3 separate regions of the Zea mays genome follow, and all the other regions are linked to region 3. A link is a contact called in public Hi-C data. All regions are on one chromosome and are shown on one strand. The core of a region is the stretch at or near the end of the contact, and the rest is flanking DNA. Distances in the headings are between cores, read along the strand shown.

Region 1 (3,064 bases), core at 39-2,538, 130 kb before region 3:
TGATGGCGCTTGACGACGTTGATGGCTTACACGGCGGACCGACAGGGGCACGCCGACGAGGCGGAGTGTGCGCCCTCGGAGCGGGGTCTCGTCCCGGCCACGGGGGGCGGCTCTCTCGAGTGGCAGTCTGCCAGAGCAGAAGCCTGCCCAGCTGGGATTGCGATTGTGCGAGTTACGAGGGCGCCACGCACTGGTGCCATGACAGCATCCGGTGCTTCGGACGGGCTCGGATTAACATTAACATCTGTCCGCCAATCCAATGATAGCCTGATCACTCTACTGACATATACTACAAAGACATCCTTTCTGTCGTGCTGTTTTATAGCGTCTTGTACTCTTGTGTCCTACTCTCGCTGGAGGATTTTATTTCTGGTCCTGTATTTGCCTGTAAGAAATGAACTAATTCCTATAAAGATTCAATATAGCTTAAATTTCTAGGAGTTTTAAGGGTGAATCCAGCCATTTCCCCCTCTCAAATATCCCTATTCATGCATTGTACTCATATTTATATACCTCCGCTTCTGCCTATTTCACCTACTTTCTAACCATTCTCCCTGTACAACCTCTATACATTTTAACCGAGCCATTTGGGTTTTGTATATCAGTTTTTGAAGTTTTTTTTTAAAAGTACTGTGCTCAAGTTTGACTGGCTTATCATTTTTTTAAAAAAACTCATAATTATTAAAAAAAATCTCGGGCATTCACATGATGAGTACTAACTAGTACAGATCCTCCCAACTCCCGCAGCGCAGCATGATGGACAGCCCCGGGCCGGACCGGGCTGTCCCGCTGCTGCTTCAGCGCGGGCCTACCGCCCAAGCGTCCTTAGGCATCGATGGCCCACGCGCGTGGCGGGGCCCGGCGCCCAAAACGGCAATGCCCTGCGGCGCACGATGCCGATCCGACGCCGGCGGCCCCGTGCGCTCCCTCCCTCCACGCGCGCCGCATAATGCACGGCAGCGTGCATGCGTGCGTGCGTGCTAGTAGTTCGCCATCGCCAGCCTGCTCCTGCTCCGTCCGTGCTGGCGAGGTTTGGGTTGGGCGTGGATGGCTCTGCCACGATGCCCACCTCCATTGACACGGTGGGAAGCGGCACGCGCACCCACAGGCAGAGCACCCATCGAGTGCGCACGCCGTCTCGCCAGCTCCGCGCGCGCCCCCATCCATCCATCCATCCATTCGTTTGAATCCCAGGCCATCAGTGCTGCTCGCGCTCGCCCCGCCGCTCCCTCCACATCGTCCCAGTCTTCGTCTCCCTCCTCCTCCGTCCTCCTCCTCGCTGTACCACACTCAAAAGGAGTGCCTCCAAAAGGAAACGCGCAACAGGAGACCGGGAGAGCGAGCGACCAATCGGACTACCGGCCGGAGGGTCGGAGGGAGCTAGCATGAGAGCGTCCATTCCAACCCACCACCACCATCGCTGTTCATTCATCCGTTACGCACACAAGTAGTATAAAACAAAACCCTGTGCTCACCAGTCCTTCCCTCCCTCCCTGCCTGCTGTCCGATCCCGTTCCATTGCTCACCCTCCATTGGTGTGGTGTCTGTCTTTTCGTGCAATCAAAGGCGATCCGCAAACAAACACACGGCCAGAGATCAAGCAGCCAGCTAGCGCAGCGCGAGTGGTTCCAATGCAGGGAGACCCGGGGTACGGTGGCTACGGCTACGGGTACGGCTATGACGTCGCCGGCAACGGCGGCGGAGGCGGGTACTACCCTGCGAACGACCGGTACCCTGCCGCTGCCTATGAGGACCCGCTCGCGGGTCGGAGGCAGCCGCTGCTCACGGGGCTGGAGTTCGAACCGTCGGACACCTGCCCCAGGAACTACGTCATCTTCGACCAGACGTACGACCGGAGCCGGGTGATGTACCACCCCTCTCTGCCCGCCGACAACTTCGACCACCAGGGTTACTACTCCGGTGAGAGCGCCTACCACGGCGGCGGCGGCAGCGGTGGCTCGGTCCGGCAGAAGGAGGACACCGACGAGATCGACGCGCTGATGAGCACGGAGGACGGCGGCGGCGACGACGACGAGGACGACGTGCTCAGCACGGGCCGCACGCCGGGGTGCCGCGCCGCTGGCTCCCCGGACTCCACGTGCTCGTCCGGCGGCGGCCGGAAGCACGAGGCGCCGGCCGGCGGCGAGAAGAAGAAGGAACGGGTGAAGAAGATGGTGCGGACGCTCAAGGGGATCATCCCCGGTGGCGACCGGATGGACACGCCCGCGGCCGTCCTCGACGAGGCCGTCAGGTACCTCAAGTCGCTCAAGGTGGAGGTCAACAAGGCCGATGCGCGTGGGTCCGGCAGCTAGCTAGCTAGCCGGCTTCCAACTGCTAGTCTGGCTTTGCCGATCAAAACAGGAGTATCTATCTCTCTGCGCATCGGCAGAGAAGATGGGACACGTACGCGAACAAAGAAGATGGTCAACGGTGCTGGAGAGACAGAGGCAGTAATGGATTGGAATCTAAGTGCAAAAATAGAGAGAGTTCTATCACTCCCTCCGTTCATGTTTACACAGGCCTACGCCAATTTTTGATTTGGCCGAGTAGATATCAAGGGCCAATTAATTACTCGGGAGAAAGAAAAAAAAAAAAACAAAGCGATGCATGCATAGCTAGCAACAGCTCCGTACGTGGCGTCAGTAGTCAAGAGTCAAGAACACACTTTTATTCTCTACCATACCGTGTAGCCAGTTACTTCCCCCCTACATGCTAGTTTAATGGGAATATATCATATGCGAACCAACCACAGTTTACAAAATATGTAAACCAACATTGATTGAGATAGTAAGATATATTTCAAAATATAATCACTTCATCCCTTTGTCCCATAAAATAAGATGTATATATTTTTGGCAAAGTCTTTTAAAACATGACATCAACAAATACAAATTAAGCATCATATTAAAGTATTTTTAATATAAATTTAAGTATATAACATGTATACACTAAGGTAGTGTTTGGTTGAGGAGCCAAATAGAACGAAGTTGTTCCATCCCTGATTCTAGGAACGAAGCCGCTCTGTTCTGTGTTTGATAATCTGGAACGGAGCGGTTCTGTTTTT
Region 2 (2,745 bases), core at 86-2,585, 180 kb before region 3:
AAACAAGCTCATAAATAACACAACTATATCTAACCACACGTCTGGACAGTTACATTGATATATCCCAGAAAAGAAAACGTCCAAAATGGACCATTTATAGCATGTTGGCCTCATGATTTATTTACCATCTATATCATTTTGTTGGCGATTTTGCCGTAAATTGCCACCCATTTGTAGCGGCCCATTTCAGGACCTTGTTTGCTTCTTAATATAATAAAACACAGCTCTCCTGTGTTTTCGAGGAGAAAAAAATTGTTGGCCATTTAACGCAAGTATACCATGGCTAATATTGTAATCTACTCCTAAAACAGATATCACACACCCAACTCCGGACCTTACTGGATACATTACTGAGGGACAGATATACATTGATAGGCAGCTCCATAACAGACAGGTGCTTTTCTTTGTCTTTTATTCTTGAGTTATCTAATGTTATACCTTCACATGCGGCAGGTCTGGAATTATTTATAACTAAATTTAGCATTTCTTATTTTCTCATATTTGATATAGAATATGAAGTATTTGTTTATTTTTTACTACCTTGATAGCTTATCTGTGTTGATGTGATCACATTTTATTTTATTTCAGATTTATCCACCTATCAATGTCCTGCCATCTCTATCTCGATTGATGAAGGTAAGATAAGTTTTCTGTATGTTTTCAGCATTTATGTTGAAGGTTAGTTGTAAGAACCACTTAACAACTCCTGCAGAGTGCTATTGGTGAGGGCATGACACGTAGAGACCATTCGGATGTGTCTAATCAGGTACATACTATGAGTCCATGTTATTTTTGATAAGGGAGTCCATAGTCTTTGCTACCCTTCAGACATGATGTGCAAGATGAATTGACATCTGCTGTTTTCTCTTTCAGCTTTATGCCAACTACGCAATTGGAAAGGATGTTCAGGCCATGAAGGCAGTCGTTGGAGAGGAGGCACTCTCGTCTGAGGATCTGGTCTGTTTCGAGTGAAATAAATTCCTAAGGGCTTGTTCGGGTTGCGTGCAGACGTAACCGAACAAGCCCTAAGTTAGTTCTTTTTCAGATGTCCAAAACCTAATGTTCTGTTACTTCTTGCTCAGCTTTACTTAGAGTTCCTTGACAAGTTTGAGAGGAAGTTTGTGACACAAGGAGCATACGACACACGGAACATCTTCCAGTCACTAGATCTTGCATGGACATTGCTTCGGATCTTCCCTCGCGAACTTCTCCACCGTATCCCGGCGAAGACCTTGGACCAGTACTATAGCAGAGATGCCTCCCACTGAATCACTGATCGTTGATCAGTGTTCCAATAGTTTGGCAAGTGTTGAATAAATTGAACAGATTGGCTTCATGGCCTTTTCCCTGTATTTATGTGTAGTCAGGTCCAATTCTTTTCTGTTGATGAGCGCAAGTTTTTCGTAGATGACTCGCGGTCACGGCAATATTTGTGATATTGTGTCATCTGTGGACTATGGTTAAATTTCAGTTATTTGTTTTCTTTCACCTTCCAGAACTGTTAGCAAGAGCATTCTGGACCAGGATGCTCGAACACAACTGGCTGTATGTACATTTGTGAATGGTGAATAAAGAAGGGGCAATAAACTGCTGCGAAATATGTGCTACTGCCTCACCAGAAGTTCTGTCTAATGTGTGCGAAGTTGTTATCTGAGGGCTCAGTTTTGATGAGAATTCTTTGACGTGAAGAGAAGAAAATGCTTTTTCTTAGCAAAAACGGACTAACCTGTTCGGCTGGCACTGCCGCTGCAGCTGTTCATACTCGGCAATCAGTAGAGATAAAATATTGTAGAAGCCACAACCACAGCTGGAGTACATAGTCTGTCCTTAATTAAATACTTTTGGAACGGAAGAGATTTCAAATTTTTTAGTCCTTATTCGGTTATTTTAATTCTATATGTTTTAGGTATTATTCGGTTATTTTAATTTTATGTGTATTAAAGTGTATTACGATAAATTTTAACTTGATATAGTGACTCACTATCATCCAATTCCATAGATTAATGGTGCTCGTATAATCACAGCTCCCTCGGCCCGCTTGTCCCGTCTACTGAACTACTCGCACTTCCTCACCAGCCAGCGCCTCCCTTGCTCATCACACTCCTTTCTCCACCCATCCGCTTCCGGGACGCCAACCATGGCGACCCACGACAGAGGCCCGCGCCCCTGCCACCTCCTCATCTTAATCGCTGCCGCCGCGCTCTATTTCGCGTCCTCCCCGGCGTCGCTCCCCATAACTTCCAGAAGGTGATCAATCGACCTCATTCCCCGGCTTCTCGCCCGCATGTTTCTCCGCTTCCACTCCCGGTCGAATCCAAGGCTAGGTCTTCCCTCGCGGCTGTTGGCGCCCGCGGATCTGGCAGTGTTTGGATGATCAGTCTCAGATCTTGCTTTCGGGATGCGCGGGGGAGTAGCGGGTAGGCGCGTGGTTTAGGGTTCAGGGATACGAAGTATGGAAGGATGGATGTCAACATTGGTGTGTCTACGTGTTTCGGCGTGGGAAGAAGTGATGCGGCGCGCCATGCCCCCATCCTATCTTTGATCGCCCGCCTTTTCGTTGGCGGTACGGGTAACATGTGTTTTTCGATGCAGTGAGGGCATTAGCGTAGGATTTGCATTTTGGATACCTTGCAGTGGTGGTCTCGATAATTACATATTTTTTTGGGGAAATATGTTTCTGGTGCTTTCATGTTTGTTATCTATCTGTATGCTTGATTATGCATACAATGTTTTTCTTGTACATGT
Region 3 (3,051 bases), core at 132-2,631:
TCTATATGGATTGGGGTAGAACCGAACAAGCCCTAATGCTTACGCTACAATTTCTCCTTTTTAAAAAAAATAGCGGCTCTAGCTGGTCATACATGTTTCCACTCTAGGTTATCATGGGCCAAAATTTTAAACTGACCACAACTCCAACATGCATGCCACATTATATTGTCACTCTCTAGTAACAATTCCTCATGAAGTTGGGCATTGAGCAAGTACCATCATTTCATCATGCAATTGAAATATGTATTTTTGTTGTGTGTTTTGAGAACAGAGTACATTTTGTTAGAAACGCACAGTACCTGGGAGACGACCACATGACGAGCTTGGGACGGCTCCTCATCATGCCCATCGTGACAGTCATCACATGGGCCGTGCCCGTGGGCGTGGCTATGCCTATGTGCTGCGGCATGCGCGTGCATCCCCACGATGTGCATGGGGTCCTTGTGGCCTCCCCCGTCTCTCCCAATGCTGCTGCCAGTGCTCGCCACGAGCGCGCCGTCCTGTAGCAGCGCAACGATCACGTCGTGGCCGCTCGCATTGGCACTGGCACTGGCATTGCCAACGACGACGGCGGCTTCCTCCGCATCGGCGTGGTGCTTCTTGCGCTCGTACATATGCGTGCCGACGAAGTCGAAGACGAGCGTCCCGAGCGCCGCGAGCATGGCGACGAACCCTGGGAACGGGAAGCGGCGCCACGGCGCGGCGGGGAGACAAGGGTCCGTGAGCGCCTCGTCCGCGTCGTGCAGCATGTGGACGAAGCCCGTGGCCAGGATCACCCCGGCCGCGAACGCCTTTACGAGCACGAACGCCCCACCGGTGGAGGAGGAGGAGGAGGCTCCATGCCCGTGGCAGCGGCGGCCGACGAGCGGGATCGCGACGCCGGTCGCGCCTGCGACGAGTATGGCCACGACGAACACCATCTTAAGCCTCAGCGCCGCCGCCTCGTCGCGGCACTCCACCTCATCGGCGCCGCTAGACGGGTCGCAGCTCGCCGTGGAGACCGACGCTGCTACCACCGAGGCACCGAGAGAGCAGAGAGATACATGCACGCAACGCATGTCGCGTCAAAATCACACAACGACCACGAGAGGAATCAATTTGTTGACCTACTTACCTGCCATCTGCTGCAGGTACGTGCGGATGTACGACGATTCCATCATCTCCTACGATTCATAGCAACGCAACAACTGAATTATCAAAAAAAACTGCGATTCCGCCTCGCAATTCAGCGGCGTAAATGGAGGGGAAACTAACGACAACGGAGGAATTAACACGACCCAAATTTGGAAGGGAAAGGAATAATAGCAGCGAGAAGATAAGCAATGTGGCCCAGGAAAGCGCGACGGTGCAGAGCACACGCGGCGAAATTAGGGCCGCGCCACGAGGTTCGTAGGGGACGGACGAGATGGGAGGGAGAAGGTGGCGCGCACCTCGAGGAGCGGCATCGCCGCTGCAGAGAACGCTGCCGATGCGGAAACAGATATCCCTCTCTCGAGCAATCGATGGATTCTTACAATAACCAGCGGCCTCCATCAATCGTTTTTATACGCGCGAGAAGAGGCGTGATTCCTCACTCACCTCGGGACGTCGGCGAGGCTAGCGGGACCCGCCACACGACGAGAATGTTGTCATCCCACGCGGCCCGCCGTCCGATCGAATCATACGGCGGCGCAGATGTCAGCACGCGGAGTGGGCACGCTGCGGGGGCATGCTGAGTCTGTGGATGGCGGGGAGGGTCCCGACAACGAACAGGTCTCTGCAGACCGGGCGCGGCGAGTTGAGTGCTGAGGCGTGCGGCTCCAGGCATGGAGCAACGATGTCGACACCATGGCTTCGCCGGAAGAACGAGAGACAGTGCAGTAGACTGGTAGCGTTTGGACTTCGATCCTCCTGTCTGCGTGTCTCGGAATCTCTAGAAACAAATCTCCGCGTAGCCTTTCACCTAAATATAAAACTTGAATTCCATATAGTACATCTGAACCGAGTTTGAATTTCATAGTACATCCGAACCGATCAACAAACTCGAATTTCACTTTTAGTATATTCGAAGGTCAAGACATCGTCGGGGCTGTACCAGCTCTACACGCGGTCCGACAAATTGGAGACTGAAACTGGCAATCGCTATCATGACCGCATGACACTGCCCTTGCCAATCATCCTCTTATTGAACCGTGATAGATTGACCAGTGAAATCAGTTCATCAATACAGCTGCAGCAGCTGTTTGGACTGCAGCTGCAATCCAATCCATAGAGATAAAATACGCCACAGCCAGATTAAAGTCGCATAATGATACAACCACATATAGGTCCAGCTATCATAAAACTTGGAACACCAGTAATGAGACAACCACACATAGGCACATAGCTCCAGCTATCATAAAATGGATAGCAACAACACAGAATTTTGAAACGAGATAACACGCATTCAGATCAGAATGGAGACAAATAGAAACCCACACAATTCAATAGTATCAGTCCAATCCTTTGCTAAGCTTCTCTACATACATAAGCAGAGATGGCGAAGTCACTGGTCAGTGAGCGAATGTTTTACATCAAAATACATATGTTCCATGACACCATATTGTTACCACAAAGCTTGTAGTTTCAAGGGTCTTCTAAGGCTCATGCCTACGAGAATTTGAGCTGCACCTTCTACAGAAAGCTCAGGGGGTGGGGGTGGGATGAGGCAGTTCAGGGTTCAGCGACTACAGACTAGAATCTTTGTTCCAGGAAAAAAATGTTCAGATGCCGCTGATTCAACAAGGTGAATGGAATGTTCCATTTTCTCGGTGGGAATGTATAGCTTTATTATCAGATCCTAGAGGAAGGCAAAGGCAGTGAATGGATTATCATTTTCCATAAGGGTGGTATCTGCTGGAGCCCCGACCACCAGCGCTGCCACCACCACCCATGCCTCCAGCCCCACCGTAGCTGCCATATCCTCCCGCGCCATACCCTCCTGGAGCACCATATGCACCACCTCCATAGGCACCACCATATGCCGCGTAGGCACCATATGGACCTCCATACATGGAGCCACCATATGCAGAG

What was found. Hi-C and Micro-C count contacts between places; a contact is called where the count stands out from the background.
Region 1: a contact with region 3 is called in a Hi-C map of bundle sheath, with 3 times the contacts expected there. The contact joins the promoter of LOC100278531 here to the promoter of LOC100281339 in region 3. A contact is called at or near these places in 2 of 25 Hi-C or Micro-C datasets (bundle sheath and ear).
Region 2: a contact with region 3 is called in a Hi-C map of ear, with 2.1 times the contacts expected there. The contact joins the promoter of LOC103631300 here to the promoter of LOC100281339 in region 3. A contact is called at or near these places in 3 of 25 Hi-C or Micro-C datasets (ear, leaf and tassel).

Annotation. Positions count from the first base shown.
Region 1 is chr6:114,464,151-114,467,214 of Zm-B73-REFERENCE-NAM-5.0, forward strand. It overlaps LOC100278531, which reads left to right and starts at 1,289. Exons shown (of 1, transcript NM_001151775.2): 1 at 1,289-2,568. The coding sequence starts at 1,632. The coding sequence ends at 2,312.
Region 2 is chr6:114,414,675-114,417,419 of Zm-B73-REFERENCE-NAM-5.0, forward strand. LOC103631300 (transmembrane 9 superfamily member 7) reads left to right here and starts at 1,336. Exons shown (of 13, transcript XM_020540054.1): 1 at 1,336-1,349; 2 at 1,497-1,545; 3 at 2,077-2,247. The coding sequence starts at 1,336. It overlaps LOC100282598 (vacuolar ATP synthase subunit B), which reads left to right. Exons shown (of 15, transcript NM_001155506.2): 11 at 312-394; 12 at 589-636; 13 at 713-766; 14 at 874-957; 15 at 1,083-1,604. The coding sequence ends at 1,268.
Region 3 is chr6:114,597,239-114,600,289 of Zm-B73-REFERENCE-NAM-5.0, forward strand. It overlaps LOC100281339, which reads right to left and starts at 1,382. Exons shown (of 4, transcript NM_001154257.1): 1 at 1,115-1,382; 2 at 300-1,006. The coding sequence starts at 1,160. It overlaps LOC100279268 (RNA-binding (RRM/RBD/RNP motifs) family protein), which reads right to left. Exons shown (of 6, transcript NM_001152289.1): 6 at 2,438-3,051. The coding sequence ends at 2,850.